Linked DNA regions of Anas platyrhynchos: region 1 is linked to region 2. Evidence: chromatin contacts called from public Hi-C data. All regions are on one chromosome and are shown on one strand. The core of a region is the stretch at or near the end of the contact, and the rest is flanking DNA. Distances in the headings are between cores, read along the strand shown. Region 1 holds the start of TOR3A (torsin family 3 member A). Region 2 holds the start of NPHS2 (NPHS2 stomatin family member, podocin).

Region 1 (7,118 bases), core at 1,785-4,284, 130 kb after region 2:
CCCTCTGGATCCCGTCCTGCCTCAAACGGCTGGAGCCGTGATCTCACTTCCTGGCCGCCCGCAAACGGAGTCGTGCTGGGGGAAGCCGCGGGCTGGCGGCACCACCACACCTCGCAGGGCCCAGCCACACCACCCCACGGCCCCTGCCCCGCACCGCGGTCCCCACAGCACGGCACTGGGCTGGGAATGGCTCCTCCTCCCAGCGCCACGCAGCAAAACCAGCCCCTGGGATTGTCCCAGCTCAGGCTCCTGCCTCCCTCTGCCCAGAAGGCACCCAAGGGTGCCCAATAAGCGCTTTTAGGGAGCCCCGTGGCCCGGGTGAGGTGTTGCTGCTGAGCACTTAAGCAGGACGGGGCGGTGGGCTTGGCTTCCAGGAGTGGGATTTTTCCAGCAGTGCGCTCGGGTGCTGCTAGGGGGTTGGACTGCTTTTTGTGGCAGCTGAAACGCACACAAATCTGAAACACAAATCTAAAACACTCACCCGTTGACAGAGATGTGAGGGGGGACTTTGGGAAGGTCTCTACCTGCCTCTGGGCTTGCTGTTTTGGGAAGACAGCTGGTTACACAGGCATGGGTGGTTGTTCATCAGGGTCATTTCCAAGGGGACACAAAAATAACTGGCACAAACAAGGGAGCAGGAGACGGGGATGAGTCAGACCGGCAGCACGCAGAGCTGCCATGAGCTCTCTGGGCGTTACTTGCTCGCTGTTCGGGTGTGAGTTCGGTTTAGCAATTGTGCCATAGCTCCAGGAGAAAAGATTTTGTGGCTGACTCTGGGATGGGCGTGCTGTGATGCGCTGTGTCACATTCCTCACCTACAGTAAAGAGTTTCGCTGGTGATTTTTACATCAGCGCATCTCTGTACACCAGTACATAAACAGGGACAGGGGGGACTCCATGAAAACAGGCAGGAAAATGGTTCAGATCAGCAGAGAATCACCACAAAATCATGTAGGAGAGCTGTGGTACAACTCGTTACCACCACTGACCTCTCCACCACCAACCAATTTTTCTCTAAACAGCTGTAAAACCCCCTCTGTATGGGGAAGCAGCGAGCAGTCCCTAAGACTGGCTGCTCTTGCTTTAGCAGGGTGCAAGGATCCCAGGCAAAGCTTGGCTGAAATTTTGGAAGCAGGCAGTAGAGGAAAGGCACACTTGAACCCTCCGGAGGAAAACTAGTCAGCACTGACATGCCAAGTACACAAACTCAGCTGTGTGGGGGAGACGAAAAGTGGATAAGTGCCTTTTATCTTGCATTTTACCCCGAGGTATACCCACTGCTGGCTTACTGTAAGAAACTATTGCTTACACGAGTTATCCAGCATCAGAACAAGTCCTCCCACAACTTACCCTAACCAAAACAAAGCTGAGACGCATTATTTCCAACGTGGAAAGTTTTCAAGGTTATCCCAAGTGCTCAGAAAAATGAAGTGGACGCTTAAATGCAATTCACTCATTCAGGTGGATGGGGAGCAGGATTGCAGCACCACCAGGGCATGGAGTGGAGCAGATCTCCATCTACAGGTGGCTATAAATATTGCAAATCTGCATGAATAAGATACTCGTACTGATTAGCATAATTGCCCCCTCCAATTTAATAATCCTTGAGGCTAAACCCTTAACACTAGTTGCTGTAATTCAACTAAACCAGAACTAAAATCAGTGCACATAAAAAACATCCAAAACCAAAAGCACTGCAGCTACAGAAAAATGAAATTGCCACCAATCTTTCTGAAAACCATCGGAAGCATCTGAATTGAAGCCCTTATGTGGATTTATGAGAAAAAAATACATCACAGTTGTGACATTCAAGCCCTGCCCTCCTGGGATAAATGTTTTAGCTGAAAAGAGCTGATCAAATGGGCTGGTCTTTACTACAAAAAGCAGATGCTTCAATGTTCCAAAGAAAAAAAAAAAGAAAAAGCAGATTCGGAAAGATGAAATGACTGACAGTCCCACAACAGCTCCAGGGAGCTACAGCACAGTTCCTGGGGTGTCAGCTCACGTAAGTGTAGCACATTGCGAGAGCTAGAGAGGAAAATGAAAGTCGTTTTTCAGTAACCTGCCAACTACATCCTGATGACCAGGCTGAGGTTAACAAGGAACTGAAGGAAAAAAAAAGTAACATAAAAAAAATCCAGAATCCTTAATAATTCAAACCCCTTTGCAGGACCTCAGGCAAGAAATTATGCCCAAGGACTAGATAGGAAGGTGCAGAAGGGCGGAAGAGACCCTGGTGCTCTGCAAGGGAAGAACTCACTCATACCTGGCTAGGAAGGACAGGCTGGGAAGCACAGCAGACAGGCAGTGCCCTAGTGCAGCTTGCTGGGACTACATCTCTATTTTTTTTTTCCTTCCTCTGCTGAATCTCAAGCTCTTGCTATAGTATTTGCTGGTCTTCAGCTGGCAGTCTCACAGGAAGCTGCAGGGGGCTGCGCAGCCCCAGACATAATGTAACAGTTATTCCAGAGCAGTCCTGGCGAACAGCATCCATCTGATTAAAAATCCATGATCTCGGGTCAGGTTGGGTCTGACTGCAGGTATCATCTAAAGAGAAAGAAAAATCAGTACTGCAAAAAATGTGGAGATGCCTGGCTTATTCAGCACCTCTGACAACTCGGTACAAGCAGACAGAGGGCACCTTGCAGTCTGGGATTTTAAGCTACAGCTGTATCAGCTCAACGGGGAAACGCTGTGCATCCACCCTTTTACGGTTTTTCTCAGTTTCCACACAGTAATTCCTGCTACGCTTCCACAGATGAACTCTGACAGAAGGCAGCAGGAGGAGAGCCTCTCCAGCAGCTCAGCATAATGCAGACAAGGATTAGATCAGCAAATAAAATAAAGATGTGGAATAAAGGAGATTGGGGGATCTCTCTCCCTCTTTTTCTCCCACCAAGTTCTACCCCCAGTCTCCTAAAAATATTGAGGCTGCAAAGAAAAAACAGAGCACTAATGCCACACACGCCACAAACTTCTTTTCCTTTCTACTTTTTAGAATCAAAAAATTGTAGGGAAATAATCTGAAGGAAATTCAGGAAGAGAGCTGGTTTTCAAAACCACGTTCTTTTCCACTGGCTTGAAGCTGTTTCTGTGTATTCTGTAAAGCCAATGTTCATTTTATAATCAGAAACATTTCAAACTTTATGGTTACATAAACTCTCACCCTGTTACGCAGCAGGGTGTTTCCACCCGAGAAATCAGTTCAAGAAAAATCAGAGCTCCTGGCCACGTACCGACACCATTCTGATGGTGCAGGCCAGGTCAGAGCGTTCCCACATTTCCATGACCACGGTGACTCGGTGGTTTCACGGTGTGCCGGTCCCCAGAGCCACATGAGGCCGGCAGCTCGTCCCGAAGTCATCTCAAGGCCACAGCAGCAACCAGCGGCTTCCTTTGCTTCCAGATGCCTGACGTTCAGTGCTGCGAGAGTCACCTTGACCTCTGAAAAGCTCAGTGCAGCAGGTTATTGCAAAAACAAGCTCCGATCCAGCAAGATGAGATCTTCATGCTCTGTGGGAACAGGTCTTTGATGGCTGTGTATTTGCCGTGTCTTATAATAAGGCTTCAATAAAAGCTTAGAAAAGCCAACCACAAACACTTGCCAATTTATATACATACCTTTTGCCAAGTGAATACACCGTACAACGAGCCAGCCTACTGGGACACAAGCAAGAAATCAGCCTAGGTGTTTGGCAGATGCAGGGCCCTGGGATGCACACTACAAAGCCAAATAGATTTGCTCTCTGGAGACCATTTAAGCCTGGCTGTGTTTTGTTAGCATCACTTTGGTACACTCTTCTTGAGCACATCCTGCCTTACCAGCAAAGCTCTCGCAACCAAGCTGCGCATTTGATCCCGTTCTTGAAAATAAATACATCCCTGGAACAAATGCCATCGGTAAGCATCAGTGAAGGAATAACTGGGAAACACCAGTAGCAAAACGATTCAAACGTTCAATCCAGTAAATGTAGGAAATGGGGAGAGGGGGAAGGCATGGAGAGAAACTTAAACAATCCATCAGCGTTGCTTTATTAAAATCTTTATTCACACAATGTTGCTTTATGTGGGATTTGACCCTGGGGGATACAAGTAGAAAGTCATGATTGCATTCCGTTTTCTTATTAGCAACCTTCATTTGTGCAGCTGCTCCCAGGGGCAATCCTCTGACAGCTCCAACAGGGGTGTCTGTTTCAAGCATCTTGCTCCAGCTGCCGCAGCAAATAAATTACCTTCTTAATAAATTATTATTTTGCAGTTGAAGTTTGTTTGGCAAGACACACTCCAGTTCATTAGCTGCTGGAAGAGGAGCTGATTTCGGTGTTTCCTCCAGCCCGACTGCTGCCTTCGGAAGGAGGAGATAAATAGCAGATGGCTGATGATGCTCTCTTTTTAATTAGTTCTTGATTTCTGTGCTTCAAGCGCTCTGATATTACTAATATCCACAACATAACCATTTTGTAACATCTGGAGCCAGCGAATTACAGTGTGCACAGTGAACAAGAATTAGAAGTGTCATGAAAACCTCATCAACAGACAGCATAGCACCTGCCTCACAAACAACAACATTTTTTAGAGGTTCAAGCAGACTCCGTTTTGCATCTGGATGTTGCTTCTTATTTCCTTTGCAATGGTTACGACTGACTTTAAAATTCTCAGGGTTCCATATTAAAGCGAAACAACAATCTCTGCCAAAACATCAATGATTACAATGCCAAAATTGGATCTTCCTGATTCTGGGTAAGAGAGGAATTGATTCTTTTTTCCTGCTGCAGGACACCAAGCTCCAGTGACCACAAGAGTCAATATGACCAAAATAAAACAAAAAGAAAAGAAGGAAAAAAGCACCTATTTCCTGCTTCCTCCTAAATGATGATGCTTGACTTCATGCCCTTTGTTTACAACTAAACCAGTACAGTACTTTAATTCTTTGACATTCATACTGAAGGAAAACTTATCCCCAGATCGGATCTGACTGCAAGATTCAGCTTAAAAGCTCATAAACAAGCAAAGCATAAGCCTTGAACATGAATTTCATTTCATAAAGACAGAGGGTTTTTTAGAATTTGTTACTGAGTCAAATGCGAATCATCAGCAGTGCTGAAATACAAATCTGATCTTCAAATTTCCACAGAGACTTCCCAAAATATTAAGTGCTCATGATTTTGCTCAGAGAAAAAAAAAAAAAAATACTTCAAGCCGCTCTCATGTGCTTCAGTCTCCCCTCTCACGTAAATCACCTTGAACTTTTTGGGAAACAAATTTATGCCAAAATGGCTTAGTGTGGACCTATTCTGCTTCAGAACAAAAGCATTCACTCACCTCCTGCTACTCACAGTACCTCCCAGCCAGTGAGATGTGGCTGCAGGCTACACAATGTGTCAGCCCAGGGCACTTGGTGCTGCACTAAGGGCACCCACCAGGCACCATCCACACGGGCTAAACGCACCAAGGACCAGGGCTTCCTTAAGCTTCTGTTATATTACCCAGTACAGCCACAGAGGCACCAGCTTAACACCAGTGTCCAAAAAGCTGTCTGTGCATTGGTCCTGACTAGCAACACCAATAAATAACTCTGGCTCCAGTCCTGACTGTGGAGTGAGTCTGTGATGTAGCCAAGTCCAAAAGACATCTAGAAGAACATAAAAGCCCATTTCAGGAGAACAGCTGCATTCTACTTTCAAGATATTCTGCTCAGAAAATGACAAAAAGACATCAACAAAATAAAACTACATTTTAAAATAACCTCTTTCACTCACACCTCTTTGATCAGGTATGGCAGCAGCTGCAAGCACCAGTAAACAGCTCTTCATTTCGTCTGCCTGCCACACTGCTGCAGAGGTGGAAAGATTTTGACAGACACGTCAAGGAAAAGGGCTTAAACTGACATTTTGCTGCTCTGGCTCACAAGTCCAATAAGATATAATCACTTTGGGAAGTGATATGTTCCCTTACTTATAAGGACCATACTGTGTGAACTGAAAATTGATGTAAAGTCTTTAAAATTGGAAACCTGCTGAAGAAAGTGCTTCCCCTTCTGGAGACAGATTCAGACCTACCACGAATGTGACAAGTTTCACGGCCACAAGCTTGTCTGCAGTGCAGACTGACGCAGTGCTGAAGGATGACAGAATTAGCACAGACGAGTGCTGTGAGGCCACCCCAAAAGGCCAACTTGCACAGATCTTTCCTCACCTTATGGCGAAGCCATTAGGAGTGAAGACACCAGGATGAACACCCAGCTCCATCAGAGCATCCCAGTGGGGGCTGCAGGAAGCAGCAAGGCAGAAAAACTTACTGGAAATGCTCACAGCCGCAAGACAGGTCAGGCAGAAGGTCGGACTGAAAAACTGCTGGCATTCCACGCAACGGCAGCACTGAGCTGTGACTGTAGCATCAAGCAGCATGAAGCTCTCTCTGTGGGAGATGATGAGGAAAGAGCACAGCTCAGGGTTCTCTCCACTCTTCAGGGCCTTGTCCACAGCTGTTGGTTACTGGGGAAGTCCAGCAACACGTCCAGATTCTCCAAATTAAAAGGGGCATACAGTAAGCAGCAGGACCTCGCTAAATGGAACCTGTTTCCAAGGACAGATTCTGTCCTCCTCCTCAGCTACAACATAACAAAAATTTGGTTAACACAGACACAGGACTGCAAAGAGAGTTCCTCAACTCAGACCAGGTTCCCTACTAACGGAAAAGAGTGACAGGACATGTGGAAACTTACTTTAACCCCTTAACTATCAAGTGCTATATAACCACCCTGTCCTCCTTTAAATCTTCAACCCTGTGGATAAATCTTTGATAGGACTTCAGTGATAACACTAAACCTTTATCACAAGTGAGGCAGCCCCCTTTCTCAGCTTTTTATTGAGGAGAGGGCAGCTGAGCAGCAAAGGTCCCCTCTCCCACCCCTAATGGCATTCAGAAGAACATCCCACCCCCCGGGGTGGGGGTGCAACTCTTCAGTCTAGTAATTATTTTATTCACCACTTCCTCATTCTCTAAAGAAGCAGTAAAATGCCTAACCAGCTCACAGCTGATTACATACAACCCTGAATCAGACAAAACTCACACAACCGTATGTGGGGAAGAGAAGGGGAGAGGACCGTACTGTTCAC
Region 2 (6,799 bases), core at 1,051-3,550:
CAGAAAAACATTACAAAGTAGATTGAGATCTAGGAAAAAAAAAACATCAAAGACAAGGAACAAAACAGTAACGTGAGGAAGAGTAACAGAGATGGGACCCAGAGCTCTGGGAACGCACCCAGCAAACCCTCAGTATTTTGGGGCACTGCCTCCTCCCAGCGCGCGGTGCCAAACACCCTGCGAGGAAAGGAAGCCTCACCTTTGAGGACAACGCTGCCCTTGCCGTTGGGACAGACTCTGACAACTTTGGGCATCTCTGCCACCAGCTCCATGGTGGATCGGAAGCCCAGGTCGCGCAGGGGGAGAGGCCTGCCCACCATGGCCGCGTACTCCTGCTCCAGCTGCTCAGGGCTCAAGCCCTGCTTGGTAGCCATCAGGAGCGACCTCACCTCCTTCTGCAGCACCTCCATGAGCCACCCCTGCTCACACTGGGAGACAAAAACAAGCAGAAAACGCCTCACAGCACGGGGACAGCGGCTGCCCAGAGGCAGGGAAGAGCCTTTTTTTACCACCTCACACCCGCGGGGCGGCGGTACAAGCTCCGCTCCCTCTGCCCGCTCCACCACCCCTGCTAACCCCGCGACGCCGCCGCCGCCTCGCTCCCACTGCGCCTGCGCGCTCCCTTTCCCGCCCTTCGGCGGCGCGAGGGCGGGGCCGCTCTGGGCTGAGGGGCGGCGGCCGCCATTTTCCTCGGCGCCGCTCTGTGTGGGGGGGTGTCCCTCCCTCAGCCTCCGCCAGGAGGAGCGGAGGGGTTAGGTGCGCGTGGCTTCTGACAGGAAAAGTCAGAGCTGCGGACTAAAAAGTTCCAATTTCTTGAAGAAAACAATATTTAAACTCTAATGACAATATTATTAAGGGTGGCCTTGCGCATTTTAGTCCTGTGTGAGAGGAGAATATGTGGTGGAGTGCCTTTCCCAAGGCTAACGCGTCATGAATTGTATTGCAGTAACTGTTTTCGAGGTTACTTAAGAAACTTGCTTGAGGATCTGTTTGGTTTCCACACAGGGATATATTTCAGGGTGGCAATGGGGACTAAAAATAGAGGTTTCAGGATAATACTCTGCAAACCCACCTCAGCACATGCCCTCAAAGTACCTCCTCGGTCCTGAGGTAGCACCCCAAAGTGCCCCACAGGGACTGAGGATTTAGGAGTCATTGGCTGAAAGAACGTCAGACACAACTAGAAAGCTGCAGGGCTTTTTAAGATTTAAAGAGCCTTGCGGAGCTTTTGGAAGTAAATGGGCCAGAGTTTGTGCTGCCTGGCCAAAACCAAGCTTGAGACATTGTTCACTGCTTCTTAAACCACCTGCACTTCCAGCAGCTGAAGACTGTCTCCACCTCTCTGAGTGTTAAAAGTAAAACAAGTCTCTGGAGCATCTCCAAAGCAAATACAGGCAGTATGAATTTATTAATTACAGCCTATTTGCACCCAGCTTTTCTCACCATCCATTAGCCCTCCACATTCATCACTCCCCCAGTGACCTGCTGATGAGGCACAAAGCATGACAGAGCAGAGAAAGCGACGAGCTGGCACTCCTGCCATCCCTGGCTCTGATATCCTGACTCTGGGCAGGCCAAAAGCCTCCAATAAGACAGGAATCTGTGAAAAAACAAGAGCAACACCTCCCCGACTGTCTTCCGGGCTCCCTCCAGCAGCTCCTCCGCATAACATACCTCCCTGCCAGAGGCCAAGTGGGAAACCCTGAGCTCAGCACTGCCTGCCTGACAGGGAAGTCATGGCTTTTATGTTCCAGCCTTGTCTTGCTGTAGTGTGATTTCCAGTCAGGTGCTGATTTCTTTAATACAGTCAGTGACATAGTGTGATCTGTAGCACTTTAGAAGTGTTTCTTGCAAGGTTTCCACAGATGCCACCACAGCCTGTGCTGTGCTGTGGCAGCTCTCTCTGACAGAAAAAGCTCCCGTGTTTGTGCTGCCTCACTCCTGCTGTGGAAAACTATGGAGGCATTTTACACACAAACTTTTCTGGCCATTTAGAAGAGAGATTCATTGACCCTATCCTAGCAATGACTTCCCTGCTTGTCACCCATTCTGGAAAGTTTGGGGCTGAACTGGGAACAGCTAGTTTGGCTCCCTGCTAAAAGGTGCAGCAACCCAAGAGAAATTTTGCAGTCAATATCGCACCACTGTGACTGCCAGGTTTTTTAAGGAACAGACTTAATAGCATGAGATGCTATTCACCTAGCTGTTCTCTGCAACAGCCCTCCCAAACACTCAGATAAGCCACAGATCTCACCAGTATGTTTTTTTTTTTTTTTTTTTTTTTTTTTTTTTACCCTGGTGTTTATTGTACCAGTCACATCTCAGGTCTTCAGAGCCAAATATCTGCCAGTTACTTTTAGGTTGCTTTTCAACAACTTTGTAAAAACCATCTGCTAAAAATCACAAGGGCTTTTGATCATACTTTATTTCCAAGGGCAGGAAGATACAAACAGAAAGCTACCCTGGAGTCCACCTTGTCCAGGTCTAACTTTCCTTCCCATCTCCACAGCAGTGTGAGATGAGAGCAGAGCAGCTGGGAAACAGCTTGTTCACTTCACTGCCCATTATGTCTGACAAGCCTGTGATAAACTTGGAACAAGCCTCCTTGATCTGACACCTCCCCTTCTTCCCTCCCTTGCCTGCAGCAATAAATTCAAGCACAAATTCATCCTACTCCCACAGGAAGCTGCATGCTCCTCAATACAGAGAATCAGATGAGGATGGATGAGAGGTCTCGGAGCTCTTCCAGGGAGTCTCGTAAGAGAAACAGAGAGCCCCTGGCTACACGGAAGAAACGAGAGAAGAGGGAGAGCAGCAGAGAAGCCAACAAAGAAACAGGAGATGTAGAACAGGAGAAAAAAAAGGAGATCAAGAGCATTGCAGGGACTGATGGTCGGGTGCACACATCCACGGTGGTGGATGTGGATGATGTGATATCTGATGAAGAAATGGAGGCAATGATGTTGCTGGACAGCGAGCGTCATGAAGAAGGTATGGCTTATAGAAGGGAAGGGGCAGAAAACTGTGTGGGTCACAGTGTGACTTTGCTTTCTGCACAGTGAGTGTTGCCACGCTCACCTTGCACGGCTGTGTAGTTATTCTCAAGATGGATAGCCAGCCAGCCTCCCAGCCAACTTCTACAGTCAGTACAGGAAGATCAGCACTGCCTAGCAAAGCAATGAACTTTGCAACCAGCACTTACATCCCCAGAATCCATTTTGCTTCAGCTCACTAATCCCCAATTCTATTCTTGTTCATAATTTTCTGGCTTGCCCTTCTTTAGGTGGACACGGATAGCTTTACAGCAGAGTTCTTAGGGCCATGAACTTATAGCTCCCTTCTAGATAACCCTTGAGAACAGCTCCTCTTCTCTGGAATGGGACTAAAATTGTCCTCAGGATATTTTGGATGCCCCTGATAGAGAGGGGTACTTACAGGCTGTGTGTGTTGAAAGCTACCTCTTATTTGCAATCCTTCTCTTTGTCATTAGCTTGTCTTTCTAAATATGCTTCTGGGATCCCAGCTCAGCCAGCAAGTTGCCCATTCTGAGCCTTCCAACACTGCTTGGTAGCCACAGGCCTTCAAGCTGAAAAGTGCTCTTTAGTAAAGGCACCGTGGGGAAGTGTGGCTCCATTGCTGTCAGTAATGCAGAGATAAAATTTGTCAGTCTGTCCTGGCAGCTCTTGGCCCCCTGAGACAGGAACTGTTTTTTAAACACAGATCCAGAGAGTGCCAAATGGTTCAAACATGCCAGGTCTAGGCAAAGGATGACACTGACATTTATCTGTGCAGGCAGTTGCCAGGCTATCAGTATTCTGGGAACTGTCCTCTCCTAACTCAACCATGTTGGATTTGATTTCTCCCTAGGTATAAAGTCACCAGGTCTCGGCATCTGCGAGTGGCTGCTGACTATCTTGTCTTTCCTGTTCATCGTAATGACCTTCCCCATTTCTGTCTGGTTCTGCATGAAGGTGAGAACAGGCACAGTGCCTCTTTACATGTGGTATTCAGTGCCTGGTGTGGATGTGCCCCGCTGGTACATATTGGCATAAAGCTTTGGCTTAAGTTCCTGTTTTTAAACAAATTGCAGGTCTGTTCACTTTTAAACACAACCTTCAGCCTACCCAGTTCAGAGATGGCTGCATTGCAGCAGCAGGGTAAATAGGTTTTGCATTACAATTTTAGAGAGATTGATCTCCCAGTTAATAGCAGATTTCCCCTCTTCCTCCAGTTTTCTCAGATTTATAGCATGGCAACAAGTAGACGTATTTTTATTACTGCTTCTCAGGAAATGGAAAATTTAAGCTCAGGGTGTTCAAGTTCAGCCAGCCTAGAAGGAAGCAGAGTGCTGGCCTCATCCTGGGAAATCCTGGGAAGCTCTAGCACAGGCTGCCTGCTCCTACCAAATCTCAGGCTGCTCCTCCACTGCTTGTGCATGAGCCAAGCAGCAGTTTTGGGCCAGGCTCTCCGCTGGGGTAAAGGGACTTGGTGACAGGAGACTCCAGCAGCTCTCAGCCTGCTGAAACCCTCCCTTTGCAGGGCTTTACCAGAGCACACGTCTTCCCACACAGACTGTTCAGACTTCTTTTGCCAATCCTTTGCCTTCCCCTCCAGCCTAGCTTTTGTCTCCCTCTGCAGGTAGTGCGGGAGTACGAGAGAGCCATCGTTTTCCGCCTTGGGCGTCTCCTTCCTGGCAGAGCCAGAGGACCTGGTAAGTAAGATGCTCATTGAGCTGCCCCCAGCCATGTCACTCCTCTTCATCATGCTTTACCAAAGCTCACTTGGTGTGCCTTCCAAACAGGTACAACTGGACAGTAAACAGTATGTCTTTGGTCCTTCTTCTTGGGTTCAGTAGTTTCTAACAGCTTTTCCCAGTACAGAAACAGCCTCACAATTGGAGCCCATATATTGCTGGTCTTCTGTAGTTCTGCATGCTGACCCTTCCCCAGCTCCCCAGAGTAGAGGAGGCAATTTCTGTGGTTCTGATGATCACCAGCTGCCTTTCTTTTCCTCCACAGGCCTTTTCTTTTTTCTTCCCTGCCTGGACACATATCACAAGGTGGACCTCCGCCTCAAAACCCTAGAGATCCCCTTCCACCAGGTATGACTGCCACCCCTTCTCTGTATTAATTCTTGGGTCTCTTTATCATTGTGACAGTTCCAATTTTGCATTGCTATTAAGAAAGTGATGGCTTCAGATAGCGATCCTGGAGCCAGGTCACGAAGGACCAATCCCTTGGCCATAAGGTTCTGCTTAACACTGCCCGTGCTTCAGATCTCACTGCAGATCTTCCACTAGGCCTTCTTTGCAAAGCCCTAGCTCCTGGAATCCAGTGAGTGAATGAGAAGTCCCCCTTAACTCCCTGCTGCTATACTTCCAGCCTTCATGGCTGCATGGAGAAGTTTGAAAAAGTGTCTCAAAGTAACCCTAACACTTCAGAAAATGGAAAGCCAAAAATTCACCATAGTATTTGTTTTTATTTATTTTTATTTATGTTTTAAAACCACTGCGTTACAAATTTAGAGATTCAATCCCATTCAATTTCACAAGCTTTAGTGGTAACATATACCAATAGGAAGTGGCTGGGCCAAAGCTATTGGACCTTTTTTTTTTTTTTTTTTTTAACCCACCACACTGAGGGGTACATACAGCAGGGACAGAAGCACAGACTTTACAGCCTTACAGGGGTGTTCCTCAATGAGGCTACTCTCTTCCTGTACAAGCCTGAAAAGGAGAAAGGGCAGAATCCTTGCTGCTAACCCTGGAAGCTGCAACCTCCCTAGCCACAGTCCCCCAGGCTTAAGCTCTAATAGCCCCTCTTTTCCTTCTAGGACCTGTTCTCTGTGCCGTTGCCTTTATCTGGTACCCACGCTGTACAGCAAATCCTTGTGGTGATGGTACTGAGCAGCACTGAGCACACACCACAGAACAGGACTGGACTAGGCAGCAGTGGGCAGGGAATCACAGAGTAGGACGTTCACCTGCTCACAGTTCCTAACTCAGTACCCAAACTGAGGAGGCAGACACGGTGATGCTCTGCAGGGAACTGAGATTTGGAGGTTATATAGTTTCCCCCCAAGGTCAGAAAGTAGTAGAGGTGGAAATGACAAAGATTTAACCATCCAGCTAGTCTCCCTCATTCCCCGAGTCATGCATTTTTCTCTGCTACCTTAAAGTTGTCAGAACCAGCTCTATCTCCCCTAACATCTTTTTAGGTGGTGACTAAAGACATGGTTACCTTGGAGATAGATGCTGTCTGCTACTACCGTTTGGAGAATGCCTCTCTTCTCCTCACCACCCTGACCGGCGTCTCCAGTGCCATCCAGCTGCTGGTACAGACCACCACGAAGCGCCTCCTGGCACATCGAGCCTTCTCTGAACTTCTCTTGGAGAGAAAGAGCATCAGCCAGGAGATAAAGGTGCTTCAGCAGGGGGGAGAGGGCAGAGCAAGGGCTGAATTCAGGCTCCGCTAGGAAGCTCAGAGCATAATCAGTCCTCCTAAATCACAGACACTATTTTCCAGAAGGGTTTAATAACAATGTGTCTCCTTCACAGAAAAATGGGAGTTTTTAAAAATTATTTTTAATTTTCAGTCATTTTAGGGGAAGAATTTACAGAGTGGGTCCCACAGGCATGTGTGTGTAGTAGCAAACATTACGGTGTGAGGGGCAAGAAGGAACCTTTTGATCACCTTCATCAGTGCTTTGCAGTATCCAAGCTTCAGTACTTAGCCCAGAGAGGAAATGCTCATGGGAACTGCCTTCTGCTCCCTCAGTGAGATGCCGTAAGCTCTGAACA

Evidence for each region. A called contact is a pair of places that touch in the nucleus more often than the background predicts.
Region 1: a Hi-C map of subcutaneous adipose tissue shows a contact between it and region 2, with 2.1 times the contacts expected there. The contact joins the promoter of TOR3A here to the promoter of NPHS2 in region 2. A contact is called at or near these places in 2 of 8 Hi-C or Micro-C datasets (F5 follicle and subcutaneous adipose tissue).

Annotation. Positions count from the first base shown.
Region 1 is chr8:18,858,460-18,865,577 of IASCAAS_PekinDuck_T2T, forward strand. TOR3A (torsin family 3 member A) reads right to left here and starts at 3,035. Exons shown (of 6, transcript XM_021272304.4): 1 at 1-3,035. FAM20B (FAM20B glycosaminoglycan xylosylkinase) reads right to left here. Exons shown (of 8, transcript XM_038183030.2): 8 at 4,027-7,118.
Region 2 is chr8:18,724,867-18,731,665 of IASCAAS_PekinDuck_T2T, forward strand. NPHS2 (NPHS2 stomatin family member, podocin) reads left to right here and starts at 2,301. Exons shown (of 10, transcript XR_011810974.1): 1 at 2,301-2,991; 2 at 3,868-3,971; 3 at 4,639-4,711; 4 at 5,019-5,101; 5 at 6,217-6,420. It overlaps TDRD5 (tudor domain containing 5), which reads right to left and starts at 547. Exons shown (of 11, transcript XM_072041760.1): 1 at 200-547. The coding sequence starts at 410.